2 separate regions of the Gossypium hirsutum genome follow, and region 1 is linked to region 2. A link is a contact called in public Hi-C data. All regions are on one chromosome and are shown on one strand. The core of a region is the stretch at or near the end of the contact, and the rest is flanking DNA. Distances in the headings are between cores, read along the strand shown. Region 1 holds the start of LOC107899511 (cactin). Region 2 holds the start of LOC107899516 (SRSF protein kinase 1).

The links. Hi-C and Micro-C count contacts between places; a contact is called where the count stands out from the background.
Region 1: a contact with region 2 is called in a Hi-C map of leaf, with 2.2 times the contacts expected there. The contact joins the promoter of LOC107899511 here to the promoter of LOC107899516 in region 2. A contact is called at or near these places in 2 of 34 Hi-C or Micro-C datasets (both in leaf).

What each region holds. Positions count from the first base shown.
Region 1 is chrD04:39,637,287-39,640,700 of Gossypium_hirsutum_v2.1, forward strand. It overlaps LOC107899511 (cactin), which reads right to left and starts at 1,506. Exons shown (of 14, transcript XR_005912193.1): 1 at 1,124-1,506; 2 at 951-1,042; 3 at 596-695; 4 at 415-486; 5 at 236-298; 6 at 1-134.
Region 2 is chrD04:39,259,097-39,262,622 of Gossypium_hirsutum_v2.1, forward strand. LOC107899516 (SRSF protein kinase 1) reads left to right here and starts at 2,034. Exons shown (of 6, transcript XM_016825255.2): 1 at 2,034-2,206; 2 at 2,381-2,608; 3 at 3,051-3,526. The coding sequence starts at 2,063.

The DNA of each region.
Region 1 (3,414 bases), core at 256-2,755, 380 kb after region 2:
ACCATGTATGGTTCATTTAGCTCTATATCCATATCATCAGAGCCATTCAGATGCTTGGACAAAATATCAATAGGCTTTGTACGGCCTTCACGCAATCTAATCTCTGATCTGACTTTGCTTTGATCAAAATGGAACTGTAGATAGCACATGTTACTATCCTAACCAACTATAAAGGAACAGAAAAAAAAAGTATCAACAAAAAAAAAGAAAGAAAAAAGGACACTCAGCACCATACCTCCTCCTCCTTCTTCTCCCAATCGTCAAACTCAGCTCTAGCACGTTCTCTAGCTAGCAAAGCCTGCGGGAACAGAGGTTAATAAACCAAAAAACATTTAATATCAACCAAGAAAGCCCCAGATAAAGTTTAATTTTGCAATAGGTCACAACCATGCTTTTCAAGAAACCAAACTTTACCATTTCTTCCTCATGTTGTGCTTTCTCAAGTGCCCTTTCCTCCCTTCTCTTTTTAACTTTTTCAATCTCAGCCTGCAATGTGAATTTGTATAAGCATTCATGAAACAATGGATTTCATTCCACATTCACATATTATATGATTAATACTACACAAAAATAATCTTAACCTATACCACCTTACCATTCTCTCTTTTTGTCTCTTCTTCTCAGCTTTCACTGAAAACGTGTCCAATGGCACCCCTTGGGAAACATCACGCTCGATTTTCTTCCGCCAAACAAATCTAAAGACCACATGCAATCCCATTTGTATTAGATATTATTATTTATCACACAAATTCAGTCACTGGATTAGTGAAGCATTCAATCCCAGAAGATATTATCTATAAGTGCCTGATAAAAGATAGAGCAAGAACTTTAATTGCGACGATTACTCAGTAAATTTTGAGTTTCTTATAATTTTCCAGGTTCGAACACTCTAAACTTTTAACAATAAGTCATTCATAAGAAAAAGAAAAAAGTTGAGAAAAGAAACTTACTTCTCGTTGAGATTCGAATCGCCAAAAGGATTTGAATCATTTGAATAACCCGATACTGTTTGTGCTTTCAATTTCTTCGCAGCTCGCATTGCCTAATTAAAATATTGAACTATTAATTCACAAAAAAGAAATCCAAAATATTCGAAATAATCGAAGGAAAGCCAAAAAAAAACCTTCTTTTGTGCTTTCTTTGCCATATACTCAGCAATTTCCTCTTCCGTGATGTTTCTAGAAGATCTCTTCTTCTTACTACGTCCTCGATCGCTTCCATCGCTATCATCACCGGAATACTCTTCGGAATCACGACCGCGACGGCTCCGGCTACGGCTATGGCGGCTGCTTTTGCTTTTACTGCGACGGCTTCTATCCTTGCTGCGTTTGCGGTATCTTCTGTCGGGGGAAGAATCTCCGCTGTCGGTTTCGTCTGATTCAGACTCGGAAGCCGAGTCGTCGTAAGATCTTCTTTTGCTTCGACTACTTCCTGCCATGATTAGGATAGGGTTTTTGATTTGCATACCAACGTCCAGCTATTAAAATAAATTTTGGATCCCGCCCTGGGTCGGGTTTAACCGACTTTAAAAACTTAACCTTTATATTTATGGAATTTGCCATTTCTTTTTGGACGCAGACTGCTCAAACCAACTGTTACTAATCCAATTACTTTTATGGGTTTATCTGTCCAAATCAAATAAATTATTAAAATATTTAAAAATTTTTAAAATTAATTTAATCACTTCTTATCTATTCATCGATGAAATCTAAATAAGGCTTTAGTTGAAATAAAGAAATGTTAAAATTAAGACATTAAGTTTAAATCTTTTGTAAAAGAAATAGATTTTTGGTATTTTTTGATTGAGTTGTGACTTGGATAGGTTTAAATAATAACTAAATTATGTCACGTTCATGAGATGGGTGAAAACAGAATTATGTAACAAATACATTTATAAAAGAAATTGATATAAAAATCAAATGAGGCTTTAGTTAAAATGACAAAGTAAATATATTGAAAAATAGTCTTATATTCAAATATTATTATGTGTGTATTTTTCTATATTTTTATGTAAAAGAGTTAAAGAGACAAGAACACCTTCAAAATGTAAGATCCCCTAACCCCAAACTGTCGCCGGAACAAGGTTACGAGGCATTACCGGACATTTCGAACAATTTACAAATAATTCTTAAATAAATAAAAAACATATATAAAAGAATCATAAATTCATATAAATTTATATTAATTGGCTTCATTTAAAAAAATCAATATAACCTCTTTATAATTATTGAACCTTCCCTGTAAATTTCAAATCGCAACCAAACCAATTTCAGTATTTCAACCAATACATTTATATACTCAAATATACTTAAATCATACTTGACATATTGACTTAACAACTTAATTAATGAAAACCCTATTAACATTTCTAATTAGTTCATCAACTATTCAAGCCATTCCAATTCAATACCAATGCCATAAACAATTTCTACCATTTTACTAATTTAATCGTCAAAACACCAAATATCTTTCTTTACAACAAAATTATATAACATACTAAAATAACCATTATAATCCCTATGTACATGCCACTTTCACTTAAAGGAAGAAAACATCACCAAAATCTTTATGCTGGAGTCGGGATTGTCCTGGATGCTGAACCGAGACTCTGACTCCTTTTTAACCTGCGCATAGAAACAACCGTACGCTGAGTATTTTACACTCCGTAGTATTACCATAATTCAAATTATAATAGCAATAAAGAAATAGAATTACCAAGCATGTAACTATCCATCTTCTTAATTATTAATTAATTTTTAAACTTTCATCAATTAACAATAACAATAAAATTTATAGCTATTCTTCAATTTCAATCACATATCACATGTAACAATTTCAATCACTACTTGAACATTAAGTTCATGCCTTTTGTTTTCAATCTCAATTTCAATCCACAATTTTAAATTTCCTCATATTCAATACTATAATCGATCAAATTCATTTGATTTTCTCATTTCAATTATTCACCTTATTAACAATCTAGACTTGACGGATACACGGATTCCAACCCAAACACACCAGTACGGCACATTGTGCCTAAAATGGTACATAGTACCTGATTAGTATACGACACATAAGTGCCTGAAATGACACACGAGGTGCCTGATACGACACATAAAGTGCCTGAGATACAACACATAAAGTGCCTGATGTACGACACATAAAGTGCCTGATCAGTAAAGCCGATAAATCCCGTACTCTTCCAAATCCTTTGGCATGCCAATTATATCCAGACTCAGTCCGTCTAGTTAATAGGGTATTTCAATTTCACAATCCAATTTTCACCTTTATTTCAAGAATTCATTTTAAATATCAAATATACTTTTTCATTCACTAATCAAAACACAATTCAATACCAACACATACTTTTCAAATTCACATTTCAATTAAATTTTAATTTTCCATTTTCAAGTC
Region 2 (3,526 bases), core at 784-3,283:
TTCTCCCAAATTTTTTGTGCCATTAATATAAATATATACCGGTTAATGTGGTATATTAATAAATAAAAGGAAATGAGTATATAAATTCATATAAGAATATTGTCAACAAAATAGATATACTTAATACACTAAACCAAATCCTCATTCTTTATTTTATTTGTTTTAAACTTAGGTTACCTTAATTAAACTAATTTTATATGTAATAATTAAATTATATGTAATAATTATTATTTTAAATTATACAAATTCATAAAATATAATTTATTAGTTATAATTATTTTAAATTTTATTAAATCATATATTTTAATTAAAATATATTTAATATTAATTATTTCAAATTTTCTTTTATAGTATCATATATTATGATTTGAGTAAATTCATATAAGACTATTAATTATTAAGAATTTTATTAAATTATATATTTTAATTATAATATATTTAATAATTATTATTTTAATTTATATTTTACAGTATCATATATTATGATTTGAGTAAATTCATATAAGAATATTAATTATAAAGAATTTTATTAAATTATATATTTTAATTAAAATATATTTAATAATAATTATGTTTAAATATGATTAAATTATTTATTATTGATATTAATAATCTTATTAAAATTTAAATAAAATAATTTACCAAAACAAATTTCTGCTAATTATTAAGAATTTTATTAAATTATATATTTTAATTAAAATATATTAAATAATAATTATGTTTAAATATGATTAAATTATTTATTTTTGATAATAAATAATCTTATTAAAATTTAAATAACAATAACAATAATCATTTACCAAAACAAATTTATGCTAAGGGTATTCTGGTCATTTTAGTTTTCTCCATTATGCTATTACACCTCTATTATATTCAACCAAACACAGTTTTACTATTACGCCTCTATTCCATTACATTCAACCAAACAGTTGATTTGCTATTACACATCTATTCCATTACACCTCTAATCCAATACACCTCTAATCCAATACAGCAAACCAAACGTGCCCTTAGTGTTACTTGAGGTGTGGTTTTTGTATATTTCCCCTTGTTTTTATAAATTTATGCAACACCAATGCTTGGATGACTGTAAAATTCTCCACGTTGAAACTCGTATATATTTATGTTGGTTAATGGTTAAAAAAAAATCTAACTTGTGAGTTCAAACATACTCGTAACATCAAATTAATTGATTTGGTTCTTTTATAATTACAAAATTTGTTTAACGTAATAAAATAAATTCTGGTTGGAGTAAGAGTCGAAGTCGGAGTCAATTTTTCATAAAATGTTGGGTCAAGGGTCGAGGCAGTTTTTTTTAATTTAAAAAATGTAGGTGGAGTTTCAATATTTGGGTATTTCCTATAAGAAAAATAATTGAAAAGGATGAAAGTAGTAAATTGTAAGTTCGGAAAGTAAGAGCAAAATACTTAATTTGGTGGTGGAGTGATGGATGGAAGATTAGAGGCGATGTTGCAAATAACAAACTCTTTTTGTTGGTAATGAAAGAAACAAGAGAACCGAATCCCCTTGGAAGGAAGGGCCAGCTTAAAAAATAAAAAAAAAATGAATTTTTTAAAATATTTTTAATAGTGGTTTTTTTAGATTTTTAAAAAGGTTAAAATATAGTCTCTTATTCTTTATAAATTTAAAATTTAATCATTATATTTTTATTTTCAGGAATTTAATTCTTTATTTTCTTTTTAAATTTTAAAATTTAAGTTTAATTGTTGTCACTCTAAATTATTAAAAAAAATTTTACTTGTCATTTTAAAATTAAAAGAAATTCAATGGGCAATCATGTTGGTAAATAAATGATGAATATAAATTTTAACAATATTAATAATTAAATTTAATATTTAATATTTAAAAATAAAAAAAATAAATTTCTAAAAATAAAAATACATCAATTTAGGAAAATTTTGTAACTTTTTTAAATTATACATTTTTAAATTTCATCTTAACAATGTTATTAAATTATTTGAGAGAATTTAAATTTCAAAACTAAAAAATAAATGTTGCTTTACTGGTAATAGTACTCCAATCATTTTGGATTTTCCGATTAATGACGACACCTCACACACAGAGGATTCCAGCCCCCTTTTTTACGCCGAGTATTAGGAAAGGAAAAGAAGAAAACGAAAACCCCAAATTTCAAAGTCCCTACTTCCCATACGGGGATTATACTCCCGCACAAAAACCGAAAAAGGTTTTTTTTCTTCTTTTTCCAACATTTTATTTTCCTTCAATCTAAACGAAGAAAAGAGAAATGTTCCTTTATCTATCATAGGAGTAGCTGCAAGATCTACTGATCCAGCTGAATCTAATCGAGGAATTGTTGAAATTTTTAGAAATTATGTCCTTTTAAATTTTCCTTTTCTAGATTTTGGAAGACAAGGGAATGGGGGACAAGGAGGAGGAAGAAGAGTGGACCGGGACGGAGAGCGGGGATTTGACATCGGAAGACGAAGGAACGGAAGATTACCGGCGGGGCGGTTATCACGCTGTTAGAATCGGAGACACTTTCAAGAACGGTCGTTACGTTGTACAAAGCAAGCTCGGTTGGGGCCATTTCTCCACCGTTTGGCTCGCTTGGGACACTCACCGCTCCGTACTCCTCTTTCTCTCTAGCAGATCTTGCTTCGTTTCCCTTGTTGATCACTTCAATTATGCCCTACTATAATTAAATCTGCTTAGTTTACTGAAGAAGTTTGCCTTTTAGCTCTATTTATTTGGTTTATTTCAGTAATATTTGATAAGACTTTTTCGATCCTTTAATTGAAGGAAAAGCATCTAGAAGAACCTTTATCATTTCATTTGTGTTAATATCGTGTTAAGACTTTTTGCCTAGAAAATAACGGAGAAAAATATAATGGATTGTAAAGAACGAATAAAAAGTGTTCGTTGCCACTCGCAAGTAGTCATTTGTTTGCTCGATCAATTTTGACTATGAAACAGCAGAAAAATCACTAAGAAATGTAGTCTATTCTCTTTTAATTTTAGTTAAATTGCTTTTATTATGTTATATTTAATAATTTGTTTTTAAACTACAGTGTTATGTAGCTTTGAAAGTACAAAAAAGTGCCCAGCATTACACTGAGGCAGCGATGGATGAGATAACAATCTTGCAACAGATTGCGGATGGGGATAAAGAGGATAAAAAATGTGCGGTGAAGCTTTTGGATCATTTTAAGCATTCAGGTCCGAATGGGCAGCATGTTTGTATTGTGTTTGAGTACTTGGGAGATAATCTTTTGACTCTCATCAAGTATTCTGATTATCGTGGCATGCCTATTCATATGGTTAAGGAGATATGTTTCCATATTCTAATGGGCTTGGATTACTTGCATAGGGAGCTTTCCATTATACACACTGATCTGAAGCCGGAAAATATTTTATTGTTCTCAATGATAGATCCGTCCAAGGACCCTAGAAAGTCTGGTGCTCCTCTCATCCTTCCGAATAGTAAGGACAAGACGGTGCTGTCTACTAATGGGGATTTGAGTAGAAATCAGAAGAAAAAGTTTCG